4 separate regions of the Mus musculus genome follow, and regions 1, 2 and 3 are each linked to region 4. The links are chromatin contacts, called in public Hi-C and HiChIP or PLAC-seq maps. All regions are on one chromosome and are shown on one strand. The core of a region is the stretch at or near the end of the contact, and the rest is flanking DNA. Distances in the headings are between cores, read along the strand shown. Region 1 has its middle 11 kb from the start of Gm35933. Region 2 has its middle 9.0 kb from the start of Gm24753. Region 3 holds the start of Apol8 (apolipoprotein L 8). Region 4 has its middle 23 kb from the start of Gm41352.

Region 1 (2,719 bases), core at 152-2,651, 340 kb before region 4:
GCCTTGCTAACCAGGATGTCAGTTATCCACATACATGTCTCTTTCTGCCAAGTAGGATGTCTGTTCCCAGGGAGGTCTTGGGAACTTAAACTTTACGTGACCGTGACTCAAAATGGACGCCTTATTCCACATAGTCTCTTATATCGGTGCAGGTGTCTCTCTTATGTTAAGGTCTACCCCAGGGGCAGCTTCTACCGTAAAAACGTATACACAAGTGCAGGAATTGCTGCTGGGTGGTTGACTGGGGTCAAGCCTATTGTGGGTACAAGCAGTTCCACTGACTTCCATCCTGATTGGTTTTCAAGGACACAGAACATAACAGAACATGTAATCAACTTGGCATTAGAAACTTCCCTAGTAACAGCAGAAAAATATGAGAACATTTCCTTATAATGGTAGGCTAGCCATGTAACAGTTACCTGGGCCTTAACATTTTACCTAGGCCTTAACATTCTATCTAGGGCCTTAATAATTTACCTAGGCCTTAATAGTTGTCTGCTCACACTGGAAGCAAGGGCAAGATAACTTTGGCAGCTGGAATCTTTCCCAGCCCCAATTAACCTTGTATAATGTTTGAATAAAATAACCGGAGTGAGCTACTTGGGTGTCAGTCTTTCCCAAGAAGGCTGAACTCCTCTGCTCCTTTGGAAACGAAGTCTTAGCATTTTGGTGAGCTTCTCTCTCTACTGCAGCACCTATGACCAACATCAATCAATATGCTCACTATTGCAATATCAGCACTGGATCTGAACCAGTAGGCTCAGCAGGTATGTGTTGGAATTGGGATGGAATGAATCCAAATGCATGGTATGGAAAAGATCCTGGCCTCTGCCTCTCAAGCCCCAAGAGACCCTTCCATATAGTTAGTTCCTCATGTTGTGCCGACCCTCAGCCATAAAATTATTTCATTGTTACTTCATAACTAAATCTGTTACTGTTATGAATCATCATGTGAAGACCTGATATGCAGAATATCAGATATGCTTACCCCACCCCACCCCAAAGGGGTCGTGACCCACAGGTTGAGAGCCAGTGCCCTGGAGTCTCCTAATGGATGCTGCCGGCCGGCCGGCTTAGGGATTCCCGCAGGCTCTTTTCCATTGTAGGGGGAAAGGAGCTGAAAGTCTTCAGAGTCAGTGGCACTGGGGACTTTACATACATACTCCTGTCACCTTCACGGTCCCAGGAGGTCAGAACAATTGTCCCCTTTGAGAGTGGAAAAGCAGTTTGTGACCGGGGGACATGAGGTGCCTCTGTTTTCCCAGTGTGCTCAAAGCCACTGTAAGCTGGGGCTGCAGCCGCCGGGAGCTGGCTGCCAGGAGGGAGGGTTGCCAGACAGCCAAGAGTAGCTCCTGCCCTCCCCGACTCCCCGCCCATGCCACCCTCGGGCATCCCTTGTGCCCTAAGGGAGCAGAGACTGTGGGGGCGCTGTGCAGGGAAGCTTGGTTGCTTCTCCCCGTGGCGGGCTGGGATGAGGAATCGGGATCGTGCGGTGATGCACAACTATCCCTGAAGATCTCTGGAGGCTCAGGAGCCCTCAGACTGGGAGTGCCACACAGAAGCCCCTGGGGTTTGAAATATCAAGGGAGCTCAGTGACCAGATAGGACAGGAATAAAATCTAGACCACTGTGTGCCAGAGCGGGGCATGGGAACAAGTAAGGTCCGGGCCCCTGTGAGAACCAATCGCTGCTGCCCGCCTCAGGACACTTGGATACAGTCCAGTCTCTCCTGGCCGATTGGCCGCAGGCCAGTTCTTTACCTCTCTGAGCCTTACTTATTCCCCCCTCCCCTTGATGTGACTGGCTGTCCTTTGATCTGAGAGACGGCCATCTTGGGCCGTTCAGCTGTGTCTCCTTGCCTGAGATTATTCCGGGCAGGCTTGCTGATAGTTTAGACCCTCGACCCCCACCTTCGGACTCACAGCTTCCAACTGCTCCTCCCTACTGACGGACAACTCTATGTGGGGCCTTGGGGAAGGGTTAGAGTATGTAAAAAGAAATAGAGTATGATCCCTGGGGTTACATGCGTGTGGGGGAAGACTCGAGTGGAGCCACGTGGGAAAACCTCATCCCTGCTAGGTAACGCTTTTCAGGTGCAGTGCTTGTGGGAGGAGTATTATATACAGGTAAGGAATTCCCTTACCTAGGCTCAGGAAAGATGCCCAATTAAGTCTTCGGTTCCTTGGAATGAACTTGGTGGAATTGTGCCTTGGTTTGTCGTTGGGACCTTAGGAGAAAGGGTAGATGTTGCTTAAGTCTTCCCAGGGGAAGGAATTTTAGCAACACCTATTTTAACAGATTGTTTTGGTTGAGGATGAGTAGAAAGAGTGTTCCAGCACTAGCATCATGTCTGTATTTGGCCCTCCACGCAACCCTGTGTCCGGCTGAGAAACTGTGGCTATGAGAGCTTAGGTCTCCTGAGCAAGGTCATACGGCTTTCAAAGTCATAGAACCAGGATTTAACCCAGACAGTAGAGCTCCCAAATCCCTGAGCCCAATTGTGCTGAGTACATTCATGTGCTACTTAGTTTGTAATGCATGGCCCATTAAATAGATGGGAAAACTGAGGGACATACCAGAGCACATAGCAGGCAGGTAATAGACACAGCTCTTGCTCTGCAGGGCTACACCTCTTTGCTGGATGTCTTATGTCCTTGCATCCAAAGCAAGAAGTGGGGTGACCACCCATGACCTACAATTCCTAGTCAGTAGATCTGCT
Region 2 (2,777 bases), core at 127-2,626, 280 kb before region 4:
TAGAGTTTATTCAGGGCATGGAGAGGGGAGTTAAGAGGTTTGTAGAGGCAGAGAAAGGCAGAGAGAGAGACAGTAGAGAAGTAGAGAGGTAGAGGATTAGAGGCCAGCCATGAGCACGTGGAGAGGGGGAAAGGGAAGCAGAGAAAGAACAAGAGAGCAAGAGAAGAGCAAGAAAGCGAGAACTAGGGAGCAGCCCCTTTTAGAGTGGGTCAGGCCTACCTGGCTGTTGCCAGGTAACTGTGGGGCAGAGCTTAGACAGAATGCTCACAGATACCACATCAGTGCTGTGTCCTACAGCCCTGGGAGCTATGAGAAGTAGGGAGAGATGAGCCTACAGCACTGTGGGGTGGGGGCTTTGTTTATAACTCCTGAGACCTACAGGGGAGTGGAATTCTAGTGGAATCAGTGTATCTAGGGTAAACATCAGAATGAAAAGGCTGTTTTTCAATGTACCTAGGGTAGATATCAGAATGAAGAGTTGTTTTCAGAAGTACTTTGACCCTGAAAGAATCATTATAGAACAGTGCTTGTCTTCCATTATCTATGATGTTGTTTTCCTGAAGGAGCTTTACAGCCATGGGTGACTTTGGTCACAAGACGGAATGTCTTGCATTATTGGGCACTGCAGACAGTGCACAGTAAGGATTGAAGTTGCAGGGGCATGGTGTTTTTCTTCACAAAACATAACAGATCAGATGAGGGGCTTTAGTATGAGAAATGTGTTCCCCTATCCCCCACCAAAAAAACCAAAACAAACTGTGTAACACTCAATGGATGTGCGTCTGTACATCTGTTCCAGGTTCAGTTCATTGAGACTGTTCCTCTCTGCTGCCTCAGAGCACGATTACACTCTGGAGTACCTCTTTCTTTGATCGACCCATGTGACTCAGAACACCCACATATGAGTTTGAAACAAACGATCAAATAAATAAACGAATGAAGTCGGGTAGTGTCAGCACATGTCTTTAATCCCAGCACTCATGAGGCAGAGGCAGGCAGATCGTTTAAATTTGAGACCAGCCTAATCTACAGAGTGAGTTCCAGGATAGCCAGGGTAACACAGGGAAACCCTGTCTCAAAAAACCATTAAAAAAAAAAAAAAGCAATGAACTAACAAATTGTAAGGGTGAAGAATGATATCCGAGACTCAAATAGTATTCAGGGGTCTACCATTCACTCAGATGGAGAGGCCCAGGTGAACTCACAGCCTCCATTTAAAGCAGATTAGGGGATTCCAGGGAGGGAGTGGGTAACCTTTATCTTGATTGGTTGGTCTGGTCACTAGGGGTATGGGTGTCTTTGGGATTGGCTAGGGCTCTGGGGACAATCCAGAACTGTTGCTGGGGAAACCTGGAAACTGTTGCTGGGGAAGCCTGGAAACTGTTGCTGACTCATTGCTCTTGCCTCAGGCTAAGTGTCTGGACAGCCTCTGATTGGCTGCCCAGGGACTGTGTTTTTTTTTCTTTTTTTTTTTTCCCAGAGACTGACTTTCCCAAACTTGCTCAATTCTGGGAAACAGAAACTTAGGCCTACTCACCTGAACTGTCAGTTTGAAGCCTGTCATGGACTCAGCCTGGCTCAGTCCTTTCAAAATGCAAGCACAAATAAATAAATTGATAGAATTCTGTACTGTGCCGCGTTGAGTCAGCTTCAGTTGTTCTTACTCATTTTCTTCTCAGCTTGTGCTAGCATTAGAAGAGGTGAGCTTGAAAGACCCACAACGTGAGGACTCCCCCACGTTCTGACTCAGGAGAGGTGACACCCCAAAATCACCAAAGAGAAACGGTCTTGCTGCAAATTGCAAGAGGATTTTTATTCAAGAGCACTCTCGGGCCCACGGTCAACCACCACGCAGGGGTAGAGGACTGTGGCGCCCCGAGTAGCTGAGTAAGGGGGTATTTAAAGGAAGGAACCACAACTCAAGGAGATGGGAAGGGCGTTGATGGAAAATACCAAAAATACCAGTTAAGAGTCACAAGGAAGTACAAAGTCACAAGTGTCAGGTTATCTCTCAAGACAGTTTCTAAGAGCCCCTAATAATCTAAGAGCCCCTAGCAATAGCACCTTTGCATAGTGGGTTCCAGCAATGGTCAGGGTGGGTCAGGGTGACTTTCTTTGAATGAACACTCTTTGAACCCAGGAAGCGGGTGGGTGGAGGAAGGAATGTTGCAATCTGTTTTATGATTAGCATACCTTGGAGCATTGAGTTTACTACTCTTTCAAGCTCGCCACTTCCGGATGCTGCTGTGTCTCCTCACAATAGTGGACCCTGGAACTAGAAACCAAACACCCTTCCTTCTCTGAGTTGACATTTATCACAGCATTAAGAGAGTTTTGCATTCTGCCAAAAACATCTGTTGGGTTTCTGGTAGGTGTTGGCTGAATCTGTCATCTCTTTCGGTAACATTAGCATCTAAACCACTGGCTCTGGGCTTTCCTAATGCTGTGGCCCTTTAACACAGCTCCTAATGATGTGGTGGTGACCCCCAAATATAAAATTATTTCATTGCTACTTCATCACTATGATTTTGTGACTGTTATGATTCATAATGTAAAGCCAGGCGTGGTAGTGCACGACTTTAATCCCAGCACTTGGAAGGCAGAGGCAGAGGCAGGTGGATTTCTGAGTTCCAGGCCAGCCTGGTCTACACAGTGAGTTCCAGGACAGCCAGAGCTACACAGAGAAACACTGTCTTGGAAAAACCAAAACAAACAAACAAACCAACCCCAAATGATTCATAGTGTAAATATCTGATATCCAGCATATCTGATAGGAG
Region 3 (2,849 bases), core at 262-2,761, 420 kb after region 4:
ACCAGCACGTGAACTCTGGCTATTCTGAGCCATGTCCCTCCCCCGCCCCTTGACTAAGCCTGGGTCCCTTAAACTCTAGCAGGCTATCCTCCTGTCCGTGTGCAGCTTCCCATCCACAGCAATGCCTGTGCCCTTCAGGGTACAAGTTCACCACTGCCCAGGGCTCGCTTTCTCTCTCTCTTTCTCTCTCTCTCTCTCTCTCTCTCTCTCTCTCTCTCTCTCTCTCTCTCTCTCTTTCTCTCTCTCTCTCTCTCCTTGCTTCTGCAGGGTCCTGAATCTAACCAGGGCTTAGAATCCTGCCACTTCCTGCCTTTGTTTCAGTACTTGCTCTGGGCTGCCCATCTGCCATCGCTAACCATGGAACCTCACGTCATAGCCAATCCTTTATGTAGACAGTAGTGCAAAGGACATTCTCCTTTAATAGAACTTTGTCTGCCTTTCAGATTACCTCTTCAAGATCTGTCTAGAGGTCTGGCAAAATGGTACAGTAGGTAAGGGTGCTTGTGGCTAAGGCTGATGGGCAGAGTTCAATCCCAGACCCTCATAATGGAAAGACAGAGCTCACTCCTGCAAGTTGTCCTCTGCCTTACACACACACACACACACACACACACACACACACACATTTGAAAAATAAGTCTAGGCTGCTGTGGTGGCACATGTCTTTATGCCAGCACTCTGGAAGCAGAGGCAAGTGGATCTCTGTAAATTTAAAGCCAGCCTGGTCAACAGATCAAATTCCTGGCCAGCCAGGGCTACACAGTGACACTCTATTTCTAAAAAATAAAAACAAAACAAATAAAAGAAAAAGAAAAAAGAAAAATACAAAAAAAAAAACCTTAAAATAACTAACTTACTTTGTAGGCAGAAAGCTAAAAGTAGTTCTGTCCCACTGGGATGGTGTGTGTGAGGGCACAGTAAGAATTGTTTCTGGTGGTATTTTCCAGGCACACAAAGGCCTGGCAGAAACAGCAAGAGGCCTGCAAATGTCCCCCAGTTCACCAGATGAGATGAAGTGGCCTTTACACGTGTGTCTGTCCCTTTTCTGTCTTCACTGTCATTTTTTATACTGCCCAGCTCTGCATGCACACAAGGTACACTGAGAAAAGTTTGGTCCAGCAACCCATTATAGGGTTAACTACCACAGGGTTAATTTAACCAAGACTTGCCTGGCTCCCCTCACCTCTATGGAGCTCTGTCAAGGCACCTACCACCTGCAAGAGCAACAAAGGGGAGCATGTCTCAATATCTTCTCAGATGGTTCATTAATATTCTTTCCTTTCATAAGCAGATAAAATCTTCTCCATTTTGTTATTGTTGTCATACTTGTGACTACTCACTCCCCACCCCCAGGCAAAGACGTTCATAGGCAAGGAAAAGTCCCCAGTCTCCATTCTTTGGCCCCTCAGGAAAGCCTTGCACTGACCTGGTCCTGTGCTGCAGCTGGGTGCTGATGTGGGCATGGTAGACCTCTTGATGGGGGCTGTGACTCAGTTTACAGAAAGGCTGTTCTGGGAAGGACTGCCCTGCCCTGCCCAGGCCTGCCCTGCCCTGCCCTGCCCTGCCCTGCCCTGCCCTGCCCTGCTCCTGGCTGGCTGTGCAGCCCTGATAGGAGCCCTCTTCTTCCCAGCTGGAACCCGAGCAGAGTTGCGCAAAGCAACCCTCCAACCCCATCCCTTCTGATGGTTTCAGGGCATCCTCAGAGCAGGGAGGGAGGGAGGGAGGGAGGGAGGGAGGGAGGGAGGGAAGACACCTTGCTCCTTCTAAGGGGTCCTTGATGATCTCTCAGGGTCAAGTTGAATCCCCTTTAGTCAGCACTCCAGGCCTCAAGCCCACTGCAGTCTCCCCCCTCCCAACCAGCCCCTGCTTCTATCATACATACACCTTCAAGTCTATCCTGCCTCAGTGACCATGACACCTCCGTGTCTTTGCTGTGGCTGACCCTGTAGTGAGACTTTCCCACTCCACAATGGGACACTCCTGTTCTTTCTGCCCCTTCATCTTCCCACAGTGGCTGTGGCACCTGGCTCCCACTGTAGAGACTCTAACCCCACCCCACAGGTGGGCAGTGGCCTTGGGGGGGTCAACAGCACAGGTGATGTATCCATCGGTTGAAAACACAGGTTCCTGGTGGGCAGAGTGGAGACCCATGCTGGCCCATTTACTCTGAGACTGAAGCACTAAGTGGGACCTTAAAAGGCCACATTGGTGGCACAAACCTAGAATCTCAGCACTCAGGAAGAAGCTTAGATGAAAAGATGATAGGTTTAGAGCCAGACCTGGCTATATGGGGAGACTAGAATTTCTACGGAATTAGCCTGTGCGTTTCTGCACACTCAGAGTCTCTCTCTCTCACACCCAATGGTCTACTCAGTGATCTTAGGATTGCAGAGCTGGTATTGCTCTGGGGATGGTGTTTGGCAATGTGCCCCTCTTAGTCCCCACACCTTGTGTCCTTGCCTATCCAGACACCCAGGACAGCTCCTGCTTTCTGCCTTCATCCCTCACATACTGATAACAGGAGTCAGGGGAGATGTGAGCCTGTGATCCAGCTGACTAGTCTGCCCTTGGCAAATCACCCCACTACTGACTGGGCCCTCAGTTTCCTCGCCCCCCATAGGCCCTGAAACAGAGTGATGCCCAAAAGGACAATTGGATGAGAGCTTTTGGGCTGTCCACATCTTTAGGAGCCAGATTTAGTCCCTGTCAGACAACCAGGGAGGCAGAGCCAAGATTCAAACTAAGATAAACATTCTGACATGTGGCACTCATAATCCCCCTTTTTGCTTCTGGTAATTTTGGGATCATTTTTTTTCTATAATTTCCCTTCCATCAAGTTTTCACACACA
Region 4 (2,700 bases), core at 86-2,585:
GTGTACTTACATATAATAAACAAATCTTTAAAAAAAAAAAAAAAAAAAAAAAAAAAAAAAAAAAAAAGAAGGTAGCTGAACCACTGATGGAGGAAGGTGGGTGAGGTGGTTTTTTGACGAGGCTCTCAGTAGCCCAGGCTGGCTTCAAACCTACAATTAAGTAAAGCTGATCACAAATTATTCCTACTTATTTATTTATTTTTGGCCTCAAATTTCTGATCCTTTGGCCTCAGCCTCGAGAGCTCTGGAATTACAGGTGTACACTACCATCCCTGGTTTATTTTGGTGCTGGGGACAGAACCCTGGGTTGAGCACGTGATAGGCAAGCTTTCTAGTAACTGAGCCATGACCCAAACCCTGAAGGTTTGGTTTCCTTCAATATTTTTATATTTTTATGTGTATGAATATTTGTCTTCCTGTATATCAGCACATCACATATACGTGTGCACGTTGCCTGTGGAGGCTGGAAGAAGATGTTGAATTCCCTGGAACTGGAGTTAAACATGGTTGTGAGGCCTCACATGGGTGCTGGGAGCTGAACTCAGGTCCTCTGCAAGAGCAAGCCCATCTTGTAACGAGGAGAGACTGAGGGTCATGGAACTGGCATTATTCAAGGTCACGAAGGCACTCGTAGAAACAGGATTGGAGACCTGGTTTCATTCCTGCTTGCTTCCAGGACTCCGGTTCCATTCCTGATCCTGGCCTGCTTCTTTTCTAGCTAGGAAGAGACCTCTGGAGGATTTGTGTGTGCGAGGTTCCCATTGCTTTTAAGAGTCCAGGATGAGAGCGGCCTCATCTGCGCCCACGCAGGGCTGAGTCCAAGGGTACCAGCTTTGGTTCAGGCGCCTGGCTGGGGAGTCTTAACCAAAGCTCCTTTGCTTCAGCCTCTTCCTTCCTTTAGCCTGCTGTGCCAAAGGTCAGCCACTGAAGCATCTAACAACGACCTGCATGCTCCCACCGCCTACAGACTCTGAAAGACCCCCTGTCTGTCCTGCATCACTGTGTGGTCTGCTGAGTTAAAGGAACGCTCCTGGGTTACAGCAGGGAAAAGGCAACAGACACATTCAAATAGATCAAAAACGTAAGCCTGGGTCATCCAGGGACCTAAGAGAAACCAGCTTGGCTCCAAGAAATCCAGGCTGGCCCGTAAAGCAGACAGGCCACGTGATGGGTGTCCCCCAATCTGGCAGTGCTAATGGAGTTACAGGCGCAGTGTTACCCGGGATTGCAAATGCTTGCGGTCCCCACCCATTTCGTGGCAGGAAGTCCAGTGTTTTCCAAGGGTTTTCCAAGAACGCCCAGAAGCCCGCTGGGGCGAGCCGCGCCTCCGGCCCGCGACCGCAGCAGAAGCTCCATCGCGCCCCCTGGAGGCGGCTCTCTGCTGGTTCCTGCCTGCTGATGCAAGAGTAGTGGCCTGCCTCCACCTCTGTTTTGAGACCGTGGTGATACATCACAAGTATCCCTTAACTGATGGAGAAAAGAAACCTTCTGCCTGCTCTGCAAAGCCGTACAGCAAAGCGACTAGGGTTCCCAAAGAGGAACGCCTTCATGCCTTCTTGCTTCTTCTTTTCCTCTAGGGGGCGCGCGCAAGCCCAGGACCGCTTTCCTAGTGAGGAGCTCGGGGTAGCAAAGTCGTACAACGAGCTTTTGTTGTCTAGTTTCAAGCCCCTTTCACGTTCTTGTCCCTTTGATTCCCATCATAGCCGTCCCACAGACAGCACTGTAACTATCTCCATTTCTCAGTCCGCAAAACTGAGGCATAGCGAGTTCACCAAGATGGAACAGCATTGCAAGGCCAGCAGAGCAGATCCAAACGGTTGGCAGCTCGTCTAGGCCCCACCCAAACCCAGAACTTCTGTGGTACCCCAGGCTCCTCCCAACACGGTGTTGGCCTACGCCACTCCAGGGGTCTGTGTTAGGCATGAAGTCGGCTAGGCTGCAGTCTCCACACGCCCAGGCTTTAGGCATTGTCTCTGTTACTCTGGGGGTACCAGCAGGCATTGTTCTTGGCTTATGGCTCTTTTACTTTAAGACACCTAGTACCTGGGTGGGTCTCAGTTCTTCAGTGGAAGAGTCATCTAAGAATAGCTGAGACTCTTGGAAGCAGCAGGAATTCTGCTGTGAACAGCAGCACTAGCGCGTGCTCACTCTTTCCAGCTCTTTCATTCCCCACCCTGCAGATTTTGAATTTACCCAGTCTGCCCTGATAAACACATAAACCCATTTCTTGCAGTAATCTCACTCATGTGTATGCCCCATCCCCCCACCCCCCGCCCCAAGTTCCCCTGTCCTACCAACGGGACCTGGACCAACCACCGTATTCTCTTTCCTCTGGTCATCTCCTTAAAACATAAAATTAAACCGAACCCACGTTTTTAGTAGGGGTTGAAGCTATCAAGGCCAGCAGGACTTCCTCTGGTGAGGCAGTGATGTGACGATGATGCTGGGACTCCGAATGAGCAGCCCCAGCATGGTGGCCGTTGCACCGGGCAGTTCCGACTTCTTTCCTCATGAGATTCTCCCTGGATTCTGAGACTCATTGCTCTCTTAGAGCATGTTTGGCTGTGTCCTTTGTGACTAGCCCCTTCTAGGTTTCTGTAGCATCCCTGCTCTCCAGGGGTCTGCCCACATTTCTCCCTAGCCAGCCCTTCCTTAGCCTTTTACTGTGTGAACAAATGAGACTAGGGGTAGCTTATTTCT

Evidence for each region. Hi-C and Micro-C count contacts between places; a contact is called where the count stands out from the background. HiChIP or PLAC-seq counts read pairs in DNA pulled down with a chosen protein or histone mark.
Region 1: an H3K4me3 HiChIP or PLAC-seq map of forebrain shows a contact between it and region 4, with 4 times the contacts expected there. The contact joins two enhancer-like sites. A contact is called at or near these places in 2 of 15 datasets of contacts at CTCF or cohesin (the NIH/3T3 cell line and embryonic stem cells), 1 of 484 Hi-C or Micro-C datasets (CD8 T cells) and 18 of 115 datasets of contacts at active chromatin or transcription factors (the NIH/3T3 cell line, craniofacial prominence, embryonic basal ganglia and 8 more).
Region 2: a contact with region 4 is called in an H3K27ac HiChIP or PLAC-seq map of embryonic stem cells, with 12 read pairs. The contact joins two enhancer-like sites. A contact is called at or near these places in 15 of 39 promoter capture datasets (the 3T3-L1 cell line, 3T3-L1-derived adipocytes, HPC-7-derived erythroid cells and 10 more), 2 of 15 datasets of contacts at CTCF or cohesin (the NIH/3T3 cell line and embryonic stem cells), 7 of 484 Hi-C or Micro-C datasets (the N1E-115 cell line, embryonic stem cells and nephron progenitors), 17 of 115 datasets of contacts at active chromatin or transcription factors (the NIH/3T3 cell line, craniofacial prominence, embryonic forebrain and 8 more) and 2 of 9 other capture datasets (adipose tissue and embryonic stem cells).
Region 3: a Hi-C map of the N1E-115 cell line shows a contact between it and region 4, with 7 times the contacts expected there. The contact joins the promoter of Apol8 here to the enhancer-like site in region 4. A contact is called at or near these places in 2 of 39 promoter capture datasets (both in the 3T3-L1 cell line), 1 of 484 Hi-C or Micro-C datasets (the N1E-115 cell line) and 2 of 115 datasets of contacts at active chromatin or transcription factors (pancreatic cancer cells and vascular smooth muscle cells).

Annotation. Positions count from the first base shown.
Region 1 is chr15:76,997,695-77,000,413 of GRCm38.p6, forward strand. No RefSeq gene overlaps it. Among named protein-coding and RNA genes, the nearest start is that of Gm35933, 11 kb to the left of the region's middle. Within about 2 kb of position 1,402, at least 32 of the 459 cell types and tissues checked have an H3K27ac peak or open chromatin away from gene starts, as enhancers often do. A contact at or near this core is called in forebrain and kidney, where this site is marked.
Region 2 is chr15:77,057,370-77,060,146 of GRCm38.p6, forward strand. No RefSeq gene overlaps it. Among named protein-coding and RNA genes, the nearest start is that of Gm24753, 9.0 kb to the right of the region's middle. Within about 2 kb of position 1,377, at least 42 of the 459 cell types and tissues checked have an H3K27ac peak or open chromatin away from gene starts, as enhancers often do. A contact at or near this core is called in the NIH/3T3 cell line, adipose tissue, embryonic stem cells and 1 more, where this site is marked.
Region 3 is chr15:77,753,762-77,756,610 of GRCm38.p6, forward strand. Apol8 (apolipoprotein L 8) reads right to left here and starts at 1,512. Exons shown (of 4, transcript NM_001081970.2): 1 at 1,427-1,512.
Region 4 is chr15:77,335,271-77,337,970 of GRCm38.p6, forward strand. No RefSeq gene overlaps it. Among named protein-coding and RNA genes, the nearest start is that of Gm41352, 23 kb to the left of the region's middle. Within about 2 kb of position 1,336, at least 189 of the 459 cell types and tissues checked have an H3K27ac peak or open chromatin away from gene starts, as enhancers often do. A contact at or near this core is called in the N1E-115 cell line, the NIH/3T3 cell line, adipose tissue and 5 more, where this site is marked.